3 separate regions of the Mus musculus genome follow, and all the other regions are linked to region 1. The links are chromatin contacts, called in public ChIA-PET maps. All regions are on one chromosome and are shown on one strand. Each heading gives the region's core, a stretch centred on a gene start, on an enhancer-like site or on the middle of the called end of the contact. The rest is flanking DNA. Distances are from core to core; before and after follow the strand shown.

The links. ChIA-PET counts read pairs in DNA pulled down with a chosen protein or histone mark.
Region 2: an RNA polymerase II ChIA-PET map of memory CD8 T cells shows a contact between it and region 1, with 185 read pairs. The contact joins the promoter of Ankib1 here to the enhancer-like site in region 1. A contact is called at or near these places in 11 of 39 promoter capture datasets (the C10 cell line, the HPC-7 cell line, cranial neural crest and 8 more), 6 of 484 Hi-C or Micro-C datasets (the G1E-ER4 cell line, the MNK3 cell line, cerebral cortex and 3 more), 8 of 115 datasets of contacts at active chromatin or transcription factors (the 230-238 cell line, the SCID.adh cell line, bone marrow-derived macrophages and 5 more) and 3 of 9 other capture datasets (adipose tissue, liver and pancreatic islet).
Region 3: a contact with region 1 is called in an RNA polymerase II ChIA-PET map of memory CD8 T cells, with 6 read pairs. The contact joins two enhancer-like sites. A contact is called at or near these places in 1 of 115 datasets of contacts at active chromatin or transcription factors (memory CD8 T cells) and 1 of 9 other capture datasets (pancreatic islet).

Annotation. Positions count from the first base shown.
Region 1 is chr5:3,667,203-3,671,883 of GRCm38.p6, forward strand. Tmbim7 (transmembrane BAX inhibitor motif containing 7) reads left to right here. Exons shown (of 11, transcript NM_029141.4): 7 at 2,713-2,750; 8 at 2,832-2,919. Among named protein-coding and RNA genes, the nearest start is that of Tmbim7, 13 kb to the left of the region's middle. Within about 2 kb of position 3,174, at least 75 of the 459 cell types and tissues checked have an H3K27ac peak or open chromatin away from gene starts, as enhancers often do. A contact at or near this core is called in the G1E-ER4 cell line, the HPC-7 cell line, the MNK3 cell line and 6 more, where this site is marked.
Region 2 is chr5:3,800,781-3,805,533 of GRCm38.p6, forward strand. It overlaps Ankib1 (ankyrin repeat and IBR domain containing 1), which reads right to left and starts at 2,344. Exons shown (of 20, transcript NM_001289527.1): 1 at 1,817-2,344. Krit1 (KRIT1, ankyrin repeat containing) reads left to right here and starts at 2,385. Exons shown (of 17, transcript NM_030675.3): 1 at 2,385-2,703.
Region 3 is chr5:3,457,937-3,462,542 of GRCm38.p6, forward strand. The region is part of intron 4 of Cdk6 (cyclin-dependent kinase 6); the gene reads left to right. Among named protein-coding and RNA genes, the nearest start is that of Gm29868, 48 kb to the left of the region's middle. Within about 2 kb of position 3,320, at least 79 of the 459 cell types and tissues checked have an H3K27ac peak or open chromatin away from gene starts, as enhancers often do. A contact at or near this core is called in memory CD8 T cells, where this site is marked.

The DNA of each region.
Region 1 (4,681 bases), core at 1,924-4,423:
AACTCACAAACCTATGAAAAAGAAATGTAATGGTCTTCATTTTTGTAAGATGTGTTTTACTGCAAGTCCCTCCTGGAAGTAGAAGTCATTGTGAGCCTGTGTCTCCCCCCAGTTCTACATCGTTCTTCTTGGTACGGGGTCTTCCCCACGGCCAGAGCTGGGGCTGTGGTACAATCCCTTAACTACCCATAAGTCCTCACAACCTGGCTCCAACATCATGGCTCATCTGTCCACGCTTCTCTATCACCAAAGCTGTGCTAGTCATATAGAATTGTGTGACTACCTTTCTAACAGCCAATTCTTTTGTTCCCTGTTCACAGAAACCCCAGAAACAAATATCCCTAAACCTGAATACACTCAGGATCTCTGAACCCGGGCTCAATACCCCAGAAAGCTGGGAGCTTATCACGAGAGACTTAGCAGCTCCTAAGAGTCACCCTCCAACTCTCAGAGGGAACCCCTTAACTCCCAAAGGTTTGGTGTGTCCTCAGCTGGCTGGTAGCAATTGCCTAGGGTGTGCTGATGTTCCTGAGACAGCCTAGCACTGGCACTGTGTGGCTAAGGATGGTGTCTACCTTTGAGTTTGTGTTTCCTTCATGTAATGCTGACCATCCTCTCCTGCGATGACTGACTCACTCGAGCTGGTTCCAAATCATACTGGAGGTAGCTTACACTGATACCCGCAATACGGGAAGATGAATACATTGGCAGGGAAATCAAATGGAAGGAGAAACAAAGCAGAGGCAAACAGTCATTAGTGTGCAAAATTCTGAGGCTCATGCACTGGAATTCTGCATCTGCTAGTGCTCAAAGCAAGTAGATCCCCAGGGCCAGTAGTGTGAGTCTCTGCATGGGTATCAAGCAGTGTTTATTGTTATTTACCTGCTAAAAGAAATAGACTGGGGCATATGGCTGTCTGACATCTATAGTGGTATTTCCTCCCAAGCATCGAGGAACCTTTCTTGGTTGTAGTGGGTCCCCGGCTGGTTGCCCAGGCAAGCTAGAGAGATGTCACAGTTTCTGTGCTGGGCTGTGTGGTAATTTCACAATGCCCTTGCCCCCAGAACCATCTTCTTAAGATATTTTCTTAATCCTTTCCTGGCTCAATTTCTTCCTATTCTCCAGCTCCAGGAGACAGCTTGGAAGCAGAGGTGGTCGGGAGGGGGCAGAGGGAGAGAACTATTCTCTCACTAGGTAGCCCTGCCTGATCTAGATTGGCTGTGTAGACCAAGGCTGCCTCAGACTCCCAGAGATCCGCCTGCCTCTGCCTCCTGAGGACTGGGATTAAAGGTGTGCACCACCACCACCTGACTGTGCTTGAAAGTTCTCTCTCTCTCTCTCTCTCTCTCTCTCTCTCTCTCTCTCTCTCTCAAATCTGTATTCCTCTCCTTGATATTACTCACTCTTGCCACAAACAGCTTTTGTCCCCTAGAATCTGTGGCTCCCGACATCCCTGTTCTGAGCATGCCTGGTTTCTACAGTGATCCCCTGCCAGGAGCCGCTCTTCTTCCTCTCTGTCTGTCTTCTGTCTCTGTCTGTCTCCTTGTCTCTCTGTGCCTGTCTGTCTGTCTCTGATGATGCTGGAGAAGTAAGTAGAAGGCACCAGGGAAAATGAAAAGCAGGAGGAAGGTTGGTACCCAGCACTTTATTGAAGTACTGTTTGCACAAAGACTCAATCTTGTCCTCTGGTGGATATAAGGACTGTTTTCTTAGGTACATCAACAAACATCCTGAGGCAACAAAGTCCCAGTCCAGGTCTGGGAAATCCAGAAAAGTGACCAAGGACATTTTGAGCCCAGTTCTTTTCCAGCCTATGATAGTTTGAGAAAGTCCAAAGCCACTCTGTTGTCAGCACTTTGGTTAGGCTATGTCGTCCTTTTTGATCTCTGATGAGACTAGAAGACTTCTCCGGTCCTTCCCAAAGACCACCAAACTCCCTGATGTCCTGTGGGCCGACAAACCTCTTCAGTCCCACCCACGGCTGCTTGCTGGTTGTGGTTCTGAGCCCGGCCGTGAGGTCTGACCCCCAGGCTCCCTTGCCTGATGGATCTTGGTTCCCACCCCTCTCCCACATTACCCACAGCATGGTTCCATGTGGGTGGACGGAATCCTTTAGGGCACTGGTCCTGTGCTGTTACCTCTGCTCAGAACTGCCCTGCAGTCCCTGTCCTGGCACTGAGGTCTCAGTTCTCATCCCAGGTCTGAGACTTGAAGAAACCGTTTATGTTTAGCAGGGACCACAGATAGTGACATTATCCAATAGCACGGGCGAAACATTCATGGAAACAGCCTGTGCTGTCCCGACGAAGTGTGCAGAAGTGTGTGGACGGTCCCATTCGGCCAGTGAGGATGTGGTCCACAAATGGACCCTCTACCTCGGCTTCTGCATCTGCATCACAATCAGTACAGAGTTTATGCACCACATGCATGAAAGTTGCTGTGGTGTTCTCAGAAGCACTTTCTTTTCTTTTCTTCTGCCAGTTAGTTCTAGGGAGAGTGTGACAGTTATGTGACAGTGAATGGTTAGTGGACCAGTTGTCTCCCGTGAGCACCCTGTAGCTGTGCTCCCAGGGTTGCCTTCACACCCCTGCTTGCTCCCTAGATATTACCCAAATGCACACATGACTGGCACCCTCTCCTGAAGCCTAGGACTCGGCCTCATGCTTTGCTTGGAGAAACAGGCTGCTGACTGACTGTGAATTTTGTTTTCAGACCATTCTGGAAGGCCTGCTGCTCGGAAGCTTGTCAGTGTGAGTCTTTGATATGTAGTTTTGGTTTCTCTTGCTTTTCTGTGAATGTGTCTGAAGAGTAACCACAGTCTCTGGTTCCAGCTTCTACAGAGCAGAAGAGATACTATGGGCCGCAGGAGCCACCACTATGGTGACACTAGTGCTAACTTTGTTTGCGCTACAAACAAAAGTACGTATCATTGAAACAAATCTCTATGGTGCGGGAGTTGCTGGCCACGCCCTGTGTCCCTCCTGACTCACTCAGAGAAGAGAGACCCTCATTCCATGGGTTCCTCCTAACCACATTCCCTACCAAAACCAACTCCCAGCTTCTTGTTACACAGACCACTTTACCACAGCCAAAGTTGGAGGTTTCCTGTGTCCTTATCCCTTGGTCACAGCTGCTCACCTAGTTCCTTTCAGCCTACTTCCTGAAGGGGTTTCTTTACAAACCAACCATCCTCCTGAAGCTTAGCTATTGAGTGTGCCCTGTGTTCCCTGCTGGGGCCCTGGTTCAAACTGGCAGCTTATCTTCACAGTCATCAGGGCTCAGGAGCACCATCACCCCCCACCCCACAGTGTAACTCACAACTGTTCTTTTATGTTGGTGGAGTTGACCCAGGGCCTTGTGAATCCCAACCAGTGAGTCCGCAAAACCACTCCCCAACCAATGACCTTTGTTTTTAAACCGTGATGTCAGAGTCTTACCAGCCTTAGGACACTGCTGGGGATTTAGCGGGCTCTTTCCAGTGGCTCTTTCATTTATGGTCACCTTGCTTAAGGAAGTGATGGGCTTGCCTTAGTCAGTTTAATAACTAAAGAGGAGTATTTGCTCAATTGTTTGGCACACCTCATACTGACAACTTTATACACAAGCAGAATTTTAGCCTTTGTTAGTGGAAAAGGTTAAAAAACAAAAAACAAAAAGGAAGGTCCAGAGAGGTAGAGGGATATGTTAAAACATTCAGTCAAGTTCTATCAAAAGTAGTGGTTCGGGGGCTGGGGAGATGCCTAGTCAGAAAGTGATCGCCAGCATCCATGTAAAGTCCATGGTGTGGTGGCATGAGTTTGTAATCGCCGCTCTGAGAGGGTAGAGACTGGATCCCTGGTGTCTCTGGCCAGTTACCTCAGCCTATTTTCTGAGCTCTGGGCTCTAGTGGACCTTTTTCAAACATAAGGAATAATGCCTAAAGTGGACCCGTGTCCTCCACACATACGTGCACATGTCCCCCTGCCGTGTCCCCCAAAGTAGAGCTTTGCTATCGTTCAGAATCAGATTGGTGTTTGTCATCTCAAGCAAGGTTCTTGTAGAAGCCAACCTGTGTGTGAACAGATGTGCCTCCCTTCAGTGAGTGAGGTGGGCTACCGGCATAGGCAAAGGTTCAGGGCCACTCAACACCTCTAAATGTCAGAATATTTCCCTAAAGCACCACAGGTATTTAAATCACTCACAGGTTAGGAATGGCCTGAGTTTAGAGAATGAAGCATTCCGCTGAAAAGTGCCTTAAAGAGGATTTCAGATGTGTTTGCGTTAAAGACTCTGAGAGGCAGCTGAACTTATAGTCAACTAAACCTTTTGGTTGTCTGACAAAGTTAAATGGTGGCCATTTACACAATTCTTTCTCTCTACAAGGTTTCCAAGGAACCCAGAGAAAATGTAGCTCACACACTGGTCCTGAGTTTTCTTATGGACCCTAATCTGCCCCTTGGAGGGAGAGAATTAAACAGAGTACCCACGTGGTTTAAATATAATCAGACCCTATCTTCAAATCACTCCTTTGGGCTGAGCGACCGTGTCTTGTAGAGTCAGGATGCTTGGCCTCTTGGGTTCTGCTTGCCCTTTACCCTCGGAGGCTGGAAGGAATGTGTGGCTTTGGTGAGTTTTGGCTGTAGCCAAAGAGGGCCTGGCAGCAGAGATGCCATTAGCCATTCTGTTCTGTCTTCTGTGCTCT
Region 2 (4,753 bases), core at 1,094-3,593, 130 kb after region 1:
TAAGCATTTTTAGGATGATATACAAACTCCTCCAGGCTGAGACAATTCTGAGCTGACTCTCAATATTTGAAAGAAACACTTAAAAATATAACCTAGATAAATGGTGCATGTACCCTCAAAGGGAAGAAAATTACTCAAAACGCTGAGGAAAGTTTTTCACTCCATTCATGGAGATCAGAGAAACTTTATTCATGCTTTTCCATCAACTGTATTTCCTCATATATGAAAATAACTTTGATCTTTTACCTACAGGCAGGCTATATAAATATATGTGTTTCACTTTCACAAGTGAGCACACCCAGGAAAGGAATCACGTCTCAGAAGTGAGGGTGCCGCAAGAGTTTAAAAGAGTGGCTAACAGAACTCTATCCCCATGGCTCAGCATGCACCTGTTTATAAGACTGCATACATGACTTCAGGACTCGTACATAGCATAAACTCAAGATTCTCAGAGCTTTGAGAAAACAAATAAATTAAGTAGGAAATGTTGTTCCTATCTTTCCTCTTTGTCCCAAAGATAAAAGAAACTAGTGGAATTTTCAAAAAAGATTGTTCCATGCAGCTAGCCATTCCCTGAGGAAAACCCTTAGAGCTTCTTCATCAGAAGCTGATTTTACACCTTCAACAATGCCCTCAAGTCTGCACAGTGCTGGGCTTCTGTGCCAAGGAAAGTCCATTTCCAGACAGACTGTGGGAGCTACATCTTCTGCGTCTGCTTCAAACTAAACTGTGAAGTGTAAAGTTACAGCCCAAGATAAACTGCTAAACGGCTTGCTGGGGTGACTAAACATATTTATTGTTCCTAAAGAAATAATTTCCAAGAAAAAAAAATCACCAATGTTACCATACTACCTTAGTTTACAGAATATTAACAGAACCTACACCGTACAGAGTAACATTATTTTTAGAATTATCATTTGCTTTCTAATAGTACCTTAAAAAGTAGTTAATGCATTGACAGCTGTCTAATCACTGACAGTATTAAAATTATATTTTAATCTAATTTCTGGAAAGTTCTGCAAAAGCAACCTAAAAATGCAAACTAAAATTTAACGAGAAACAGCCTAGTCAAACAGTAATCAAAACAGTAAGAAATTAACAGCATCCAAAGTACACTATCTAAAACTCCAGATGTTTTCACATTTGGTCTTCACATTTACTAGTAAACCTGAATGGGTCTTTCAATCCAAAGATTTTTCAACATGCCGTTCCATAAGAATGACGCTTGTGAGAATAAAAACTCTTCAAGACCTGCTTCATTACAGCTGTAGCTTCAATTACCTCCGACTCAAACATCAATGTACGAACAGTTCACACATACGTAGAGGAATGAGGGTACAGAGGAGCGTTCATTCTTTTGTTTGGGTGGCAAAAGCAACACAAATAAAGGTTCAGTGGTGCCATCTGCACCTATCCCCACCCATGACAGTCCTACAGAGCACTTTTAACCTAGTCGCTCCTCACTATTTCAGGTCCACGGAGTTAGTGGAATCCAAGGCTTTCCAGGTCCCAACAAGGGTTGCGGAGACTGTGAGGTCCGGGGTTCTACAGAAAATGAAGGAGGGCACGAATCTTTTGAGGACAGAGGGACAAGGCTATGTAGACGTGTGTGGAGGATGGGACGCGCCGCGGAAACCGGGAGGCTTGCAAATTCGCGAGCGCGAGAAACCCCGTAGGGCAGACAGGATGCTGTGCTCCTTCGGGGACGGGGAGAGAAGGGGTGACAGGGCAACCCTCGCAAGAGACGCGGAAGGGCGTGAACTAGGCAGGCTCGAGACTGCCTCGGCCAGAGCCGAGCCGCGAAGCAGAAACTTACGGTTACTTCTCCCGGCCGGGACCGGGCTCGCGTCGATTCCCCCCAGATCTGCAGGTCTTCCTCTGTCGCGGCCACCTGGCTCTCGCGCCGAGCGGGTGACCTCTCGGGTCCACTCGGCGCCCCACCCACCCGCCGGCGGCGGCGGCTGCGGGAGCCGGAGGATGCGCGCTGGAGGCCCGCGGGAAGCGCTGCGCGAGCCCGACGCGCCCGGCGAGCTCACACTGGGCGGGCGCCCCCCATCTTCTCCCGCTGCGCGCCGCCGCTCTCAGGCTATGGAGGAGGGGGGCGGTGGCGCCTGCCTCCGCCGCTCGCTCAAGTCCAGCGCATGGTCGTGCCGCGTGCGCACGCAGCCGCGGAGGCCGACCTCCCTTCCCCGACCCCCGTCCTTGCTATAGCTAGCGTCGGGCTCGGCTGCCGCCAAACCCCGCGAGCTCACGGTCGCCCGCTCCCAGACAGCTGCGGCCGCCGCGCGAAGTGGCACGGACCGGCACGAACGGCGGCTCCCCGCGGGCCGACCCGGAAGCTTTTTCAGCCGCAAACCTGAAGCGGCCTTGGGGGCGTAACCCCGGAAGTTATTGCCCGGCGCCGGTAGCGGTGGGATGGCGAGCTGAGGCCTTTGGGAGCCCGAAGCTGGTGGAGAGGCTGAAGGGTTCCTGGAGCCGAGGGAGAGGAAGGACGGTGGGGAACAGGTGCCCTGAGACCCGAACTCGCGGGGCGGCTTTTGGTGACAATCCAGGGGCTTCCTGCCACAGGAAGTTGGGGTGGGCCTCCTAGATAGGCAGAAGGAATGAGAAAACGGTGACGGGCTGGCTCCGCCATCCTTCGACTGCCGCCCCACCCACTGACTTGGATGTAGCGGCTCGGGAGAGGATCCGCCGCCCGCCCGGGTGAGTCTTTCCCGTTTCCTTGGCGGAAACAAGGAAAGCAAGGCAAGAAGAGCCAGACGCCGGCTGGAGCCAACGGCAGGAGCACCGAAGCTCGCCCACGAGGCTCTGCATCAAGGCGTGTTGTTTCTTACACGCCGGTACCGAAAAGTCACCGGCGTCTCTTGGGTGGGAACTTTTGGAGCAAAAGCAGCTTTGCATTTTTCCCGGTAGGGGAGCACTGGTGGGTGGTGCCAAGGGAAAGACTTCCCAGGCAGTGTTGTCATTGCCAGGACAGTGACAGCTTATCGATTGTAGCTGTCTTCTCCCATCTATCCGAGTTCTTCCTTTATGTCTCCTTTTGGCTTGCACTCTCTGCTCTCTCCTCCCCTCGGTCTTTGTAACTTCACCAGAAGCCTTGATGTGGTTGGCCGACCTCAAGATTTCAGCTCCATTCCTGTCCTGCTCTCTCAGGGAACTTAGCGTGTCTTTATTGTAAACAAACTCACTGACCCACAAAGGAGTAATTACCCCTGCTGTGGGCACTAAGTGAAAATTGTATGCCTCTCCTTTGTCAATCATAATGAAAATCAACAATATCCCTGCATATTTTTTAAAAAAATCGCAGACAGCCCTCCAAGTTATGAACCATCTCCACTTACATAAGTCCTCATTTTTTAGGCAGCATATCATTCATGCCTGAGCATTTCTCCAGTGCAGTGAGCCATATAGCATATTAGCAATGGCTTTATTTATTTTTATTCTTTTGACTAGTTCTCTCTTCCTGTCGGTTTCAGTTGCACCAGCTTCACCTTCATCGCTGGTAGCTTTTGTTGTTTTCCTGGCTTCAACCTTTGTTTCCTTTTATGTCATTGGAAGACTATTTTAAGTGCTCCAGTACAAATACTTTTTTAAAAATAAACTTAAAATAAAAAAAAAAAGAATTTTTGCGAATATGTTGCTAGCAGTAAGTTTGTTTTATATATTTAAAATATGAGTATTTAAAATATATAATGAGTATTCACAAATGAAACACTTTGCTAATAGACGTTTTCTTATGAATTGATTGAGATAAGAATTGGTTTACTTTAAATTCTGTGCAGAAAGTTAACTACTTAGTTTCTCCTTTAGGTACTTTATAGAAAGCATCATTTTCTATAGTTGCCATGTTCTTTGTACAGTGTCTATAATACAGTGTCTTTTTAAGAGGTTTGCAGTTTTTAAGGCTTTCATACATATGTATATATCTTGTTTATAGTTTATTATGTTTTAGTCGGTGTTAATCTGAGATGAAAAGCAGTTGCTAAACAGGAAGTTTTAAGAAAAGCCTTTTTTTTTCTATAGGCAGCTCTTTTGCATGTAGTGGATTTTTAGAATGTTCTTATTAAAATTTTTTTATCTAAAAAAAAATTCCATGAACTATCCTCAAAACTTTAAACAAGATGAAATGTCTTCATCCTAATGTTTCATTCAAACGTCTTCAAGGAAAGACCTTTAGTTTCGGCTGTCCCTGTCTCTGTTGCCTGGCTTTGGGACCCTTCCCCCTAACTAGGCTGCCTCTTCCAGCTCAATAGGAGAAGATGCACATAATCTTACTGAAATTTGACTTGAAGGCTGGTTGATAGCCTTGGGATGTCTCCCTCCCCTTTTCTGAAGAGAAAAGGAGAGTCTTAGGGGAGAGGAGGGAGGGGAAACCTTAGTTGAGATGTAACATAACTAAATAAATAATTGAAAAAAAGAAATACCTTTAGTTTCTTTGGTACAAAATCAGTGAAAACTTTGTAACTAAAAAAACGTTTTATTAAGACAAATGTTTGTGAAATAATACTTGTTAAGCTTTTAGACTAAATTTTATTTAAGATGCCAGAAGTTATTGAATTTTAAAAAGAATTTCATTTTAATGAAACTTTCAAAAATAAGGCATTTTTAAATTTTAGGAAAGTGAGTCAGGGTGTCAGAGTGACATCAGTTGCCTCTCAGAAAACAGAATAAAAATGTATATCCTCTCAAGGAACATTTTCAGCCCTTTCTTGAAAGTGCTCTTTTTCTCTTTTTTCTCTCCTAGGAGTTGAAG
Region 3 (4,606 bases), core at 2,070-4,569, 210 kb before region 1:
ATTCTTTGAAAACAATAATATCATTCTCACACTAGTGATGAGTTGCTAATTAAGAGAGTCTGGCATGTAGATTTAGAGTATGCATAGTAGGTGCTCAGTAAATTCGAGGTTCTCAGTTGCAATCCTACTTTGTTATGCATAGATTATAGGTACCTGGTTGTAGGAGCTTTAGCTCAGCCAGTCCTTTGTGTTTCCACTGTACTTCCTGGGTGCCTGCTTACAACTCCAGCCTCACTCCATTCGCATTATCCTCTGGGCTATGAAGTCTTCCTAGACAAGCCTGGTCTAGGATTTGTCTTTACAGTCTCAGTCCCTGTTGTGACAGGTTGGTTACTCAGAGAAGAATGTCGTTGATCTTCAACATTACAGGTATCTTCCAGATGTACAAGGGGCAGAAAGCTTCAGTCATTACAGTTTTCTCCAGCCTACCTTTATCATGAAGACTTGAATAACACTTACCTAAAAATGAGTGTCTCTGTAAGAACAGAAATAGTAGTTAATATCGAGCGATGTGTGGTTGCCATCTCTCTCTCTCTCTCTCTCTCTCTCTCTCTCTCTCTGTCTCTCTCTCTTTCTCTCTCTCACACACACACACAGAGACATGCCTTAATTTTTTTTAAGGAAAAGTGTATTTGGTCTTATTTGCCTGGACTACATTAGTTTGACTGTCGAATTGTATGAGTAGGAACATTCTCACAAGCCCAGCCCTGCACATGGTCCTGGAGCAGGGATTCCTTAGGCATTTTCCCAGGAACGATTAGCTCTGCACAGTGGAAATGAATGCTATGTGAGAGAGAAACACCATTTAGTTTGGCAAATGTCTGGTCCTATGCCTTCAGTTGTCAGTGTGAAGTGTAGGTGTGGAGAAGAGAGATTCAGTATCCAGATTTGTCAAATTAGGACTTTTTTCATAGACTCTCTAGGCTGGCAGTGGCTAAACTCTTAGGAAACAGGAGCCAGATTGTGGGGTGGGTGTGCTGTCTTAGGTCCCCGAGAATCGGGAGGCTGGGCATGAGGAGAGAAGCTTGAGCAGCCTACCATTTGGAGATTAGCTGCCACAGTATGACGAGACTCACAAAAAGAGCGAGGCAGGAGAAGGGAAGTGGGAAAAGAGAGAGAGAGAACTTAAATTGAAATTATAGTCTCATTTTTAGAGCTTTATATTCTTAACAGATTGTTAATACTAAAATTAATTTAACAGATTGTTAATAAATACAGGCAGTTGCAGTCCACACTAACATGAAGGGTGGAAATGGTTGGGTGGAGTAAAATGAAAGTCACACATTACTGGAGGAAGGGGGTTTACGAAGGTCTGAATACTAGCAAAATTGGTAATGTTTACTAAGCATTTGTCTACTTTTTATGTGTACTTACATAAAACAAGGGCTCATGTCCAGCAGGGGACACACATAAAAAGACTCAAAGGATATTCATGTTCATAGTGACACAGTGGAACAATACTACTGATATGCATAACACGGGCAGGTTTTGCATTTCATGCTGAGCAAGCAGAACTACATAGTGTTGGTGCATTGCATGATCCTTTAGATGACAGCCAAGCAAAACGTATTCCAAGAGGACAAGGGTACCTTGAGTAGTTCTGTGGTGATGTAAATTCCAGACACCTTGTTCTAAGACTTGGTTTCATAGGTTAGAATTACATGTAAATATCTTGTCCATGTGAAGAGTTGTGTATGCCTAAAAATAACTCAAGAGATTAAGATCTTAGGTGGATATACATACAGATATATACATGAACTGATGCTAGTAGTGGATAAAATGTAATTCTTTTCTTTACACGAGGCTTTTGTTTGGTTGATTTGGTTTAGTTTTCTGAGGTAGGGTCTCAAAACCTGGCTGTGTAGACCAGACCAGGTTCAGACTTCTAGCAATCCTCCTGCCTCTGCCTCCTGAGAGCAGAGACTACAGGCTGCTTCTAACAGCCTATCTACAAGAGATTTTCTTTTAAGATGAGATAATAAAATTGATTTAGGGGGCCATATTTGTGACTCTAGAACATTTTCTATACCTTCATAAATACCTCAAGACAGACTATTCTTCACTCTCTGGTTTGGTGTGTTGCCGATCTTTTTCGGGTTTTGTTGTTGTTTTTGCTGTTGCTGCTGCTAGGGCTGCTGTTGTTTGGTTTTGTTTGTCTGATTTTGAATTTGTTGGGGTTGGGGAGCATTTTCGGAGAAATGTTTTTCTTGATCACATATCTGACAGCTTTTTAGTGACTGCTATATGCTAAATATAGTAGCAACCTCAGAGACCCCTAGAGGTAGAGTGTTAAAGACTGGCTCCCAAGGTGGGAAGCTATGGGACCTTTAGAAGGTCGCGGGGAGGGGGTGTCTATTGGGGCATGCCCTTGAGAGTGATGGTAGGACACCTTCCACCTTCAGGTTCCTTTTGCTCCTCCGTTCTCATTGTGAGCAGCTTTCAGCTTCACATGTTCCTGCCATGACACCGCCTCACCACCAGCCCAGACGAGAAGGGCCAACCTATCATGGACTAGATCCCTCAATGCTGTGCGGCACAAATAAACCTTTTTCTCTTATAACCCAATTATTTTGGTTACTGTGTTGTAGTAACAGATAATCAGCCGCACAGCAAGATTGGGGATCTGAAAGTAAGCAGTGTCATTATAGAATTAGGCGCAGTGGGAGTAACACAGAGGTAGAAGTAGATTCTTGTGGTCACACCAGGTATCAGAGCAAGAACTGAGGGAGGTATAGTGTGGGAATACAGAGCAGTGGACTGTTAGTTGTTTCAGAATGTTCCACAAGACTTTCAGAGAGGTTATCACTAGGCCCTACTTGTACTTTGGCCACATATGAGGGTCATCTCTATATTAAGTATCTGCAGTGATCACTAAAGGGACCTTTTCATCTCCTGGATGATAAACAATGCTCTCTGCAGTCTTCATGTTTCCTTGGGTACCACTGTAATCCTGTCTCCACCCATCAGCCTTAAGGATAAGGAAACTACCTGCCACACATTTCTAGAAAGCAGCAGTATTCTCTGAAATGTTTGTAAATGGAAAGGCCTTTCCTTTGAATTAGCTCTGAGGTCAAAGCCGAGCTTAGCATGGCCTTGGGCTGGTACTTCTTCTTTCCAGCAGTGTTTGCATGCAGCAACCACAGTGCCCCCAAGCACGCTGCAGCTAGCCCCGGCCTAGGTGAGAAACCTTCTGCTGCCTTTTATTGTCACACAGGTCTCTCTCCTGATAGCGGATGTACTTAGAAACGCTTTGTAAAGTCCTTGGTATTCGTGTGGTTCTTCCTAGAAACCGAGACGGTTTCAAGAGAAGGGTTGCAGCCCCTGAGCAGTAAGAGAACTCGTACTCTGCAGTCATCTATTAAGGGATTCCTTTACAGTGGTCCTTCCTTCCTCTCTGCTTACAAAAGATACCTGAGAATAATTTTAAATTCTAAAAATATGTTAATGTTAAGTGTAGGATCGTGTTTGTTTAATTTTCCTTTCTGTATTTCCTGAAAGTCTAAGGATATACAGATAACACATCAGGCCCTTTTCTTGTTTAAGCAACTTTCAAATTGGACTTCCAAGCTGTGTCTTCCATCGCCTGTTTCTCCAGCTCCAGTCCTCTGTGAGCTGCCGTGTTGTCAAGTCTGTAACTGGGTGAGGGGTGAGTTTGAGGAAGAGCCTGACTCGAGGAACTGGTTAGTGATTTCATTTGCAGAGATAGAAGACTGGAAAAGGAGAACAAGGTTGGGTGGAAGGGTAGTGGTACAGAAAAGGCCAAGAGAAGCGCGCCTGGCGTAGCAGGCTGCCAGCCCCGTGCAGAGCATTTTGGCTAAGCAGTTCTTCCTTCCCCTCTCTCCAGGACCCTTGCTCATCCATACACCATTTTAGTGAAAACCTTTTGGATATAAGTATCGTAGGAAGATCCCTTGTTCTCATCAGCTTTCTGATAAACATACAGTGCTCTAGAAATATTGACTTTAAAAACAAAACAACAACAGTAACAACAAAAACAGAACAAACAAAAACCACATTGTTTAAAAGTGATAATTAAACAAAAACCCTAAAAGGGAACGACTGAACCAGCTGTGATGGTGCATGCCAGCAATCCCAGCACTCTGGAGGCAGGGCAGAAGGATCGCTGCAAGTTCTAGTCCAGCCTGGTCTACATAGAAAGTTCTAGGCTAGCCCGGGCTACATACCCAAGATTCTATCTCAAAAGGGGGGGGGATCAAAATAGGTCTGATAACAGAACTTAGCACGTGTGCAGGCCTGAGTTTAGTCCCCAGCACCCTTCTCCTTCCCCAAAGGGAAGGAAGATCTGAAGTCAGTGACTTGCATAGTGACAGTGAACCTGAGTCACAGGTCCCAGTCCTGCTTCTGTTCCTGGCGCTGCCAGCCACCAGCTCCTTGCTCTCAGATGTCTCTCTCTGTCCATCTGCCCTTCCCTGTTGCTGGAAGCAGGCCATGGTGCTTCATCAAACATCAAACTGGAGGTTATATACAGCACGAGCTGGTTAGCCCAACATGGAACTTTAATGTCTGCCATGCTTCACGGATATTTCCTTTCCCTTTTCCCTACCCCTGTCCGTACCCTGAGATAAGGCAAGAAGAAGGAGAAGGG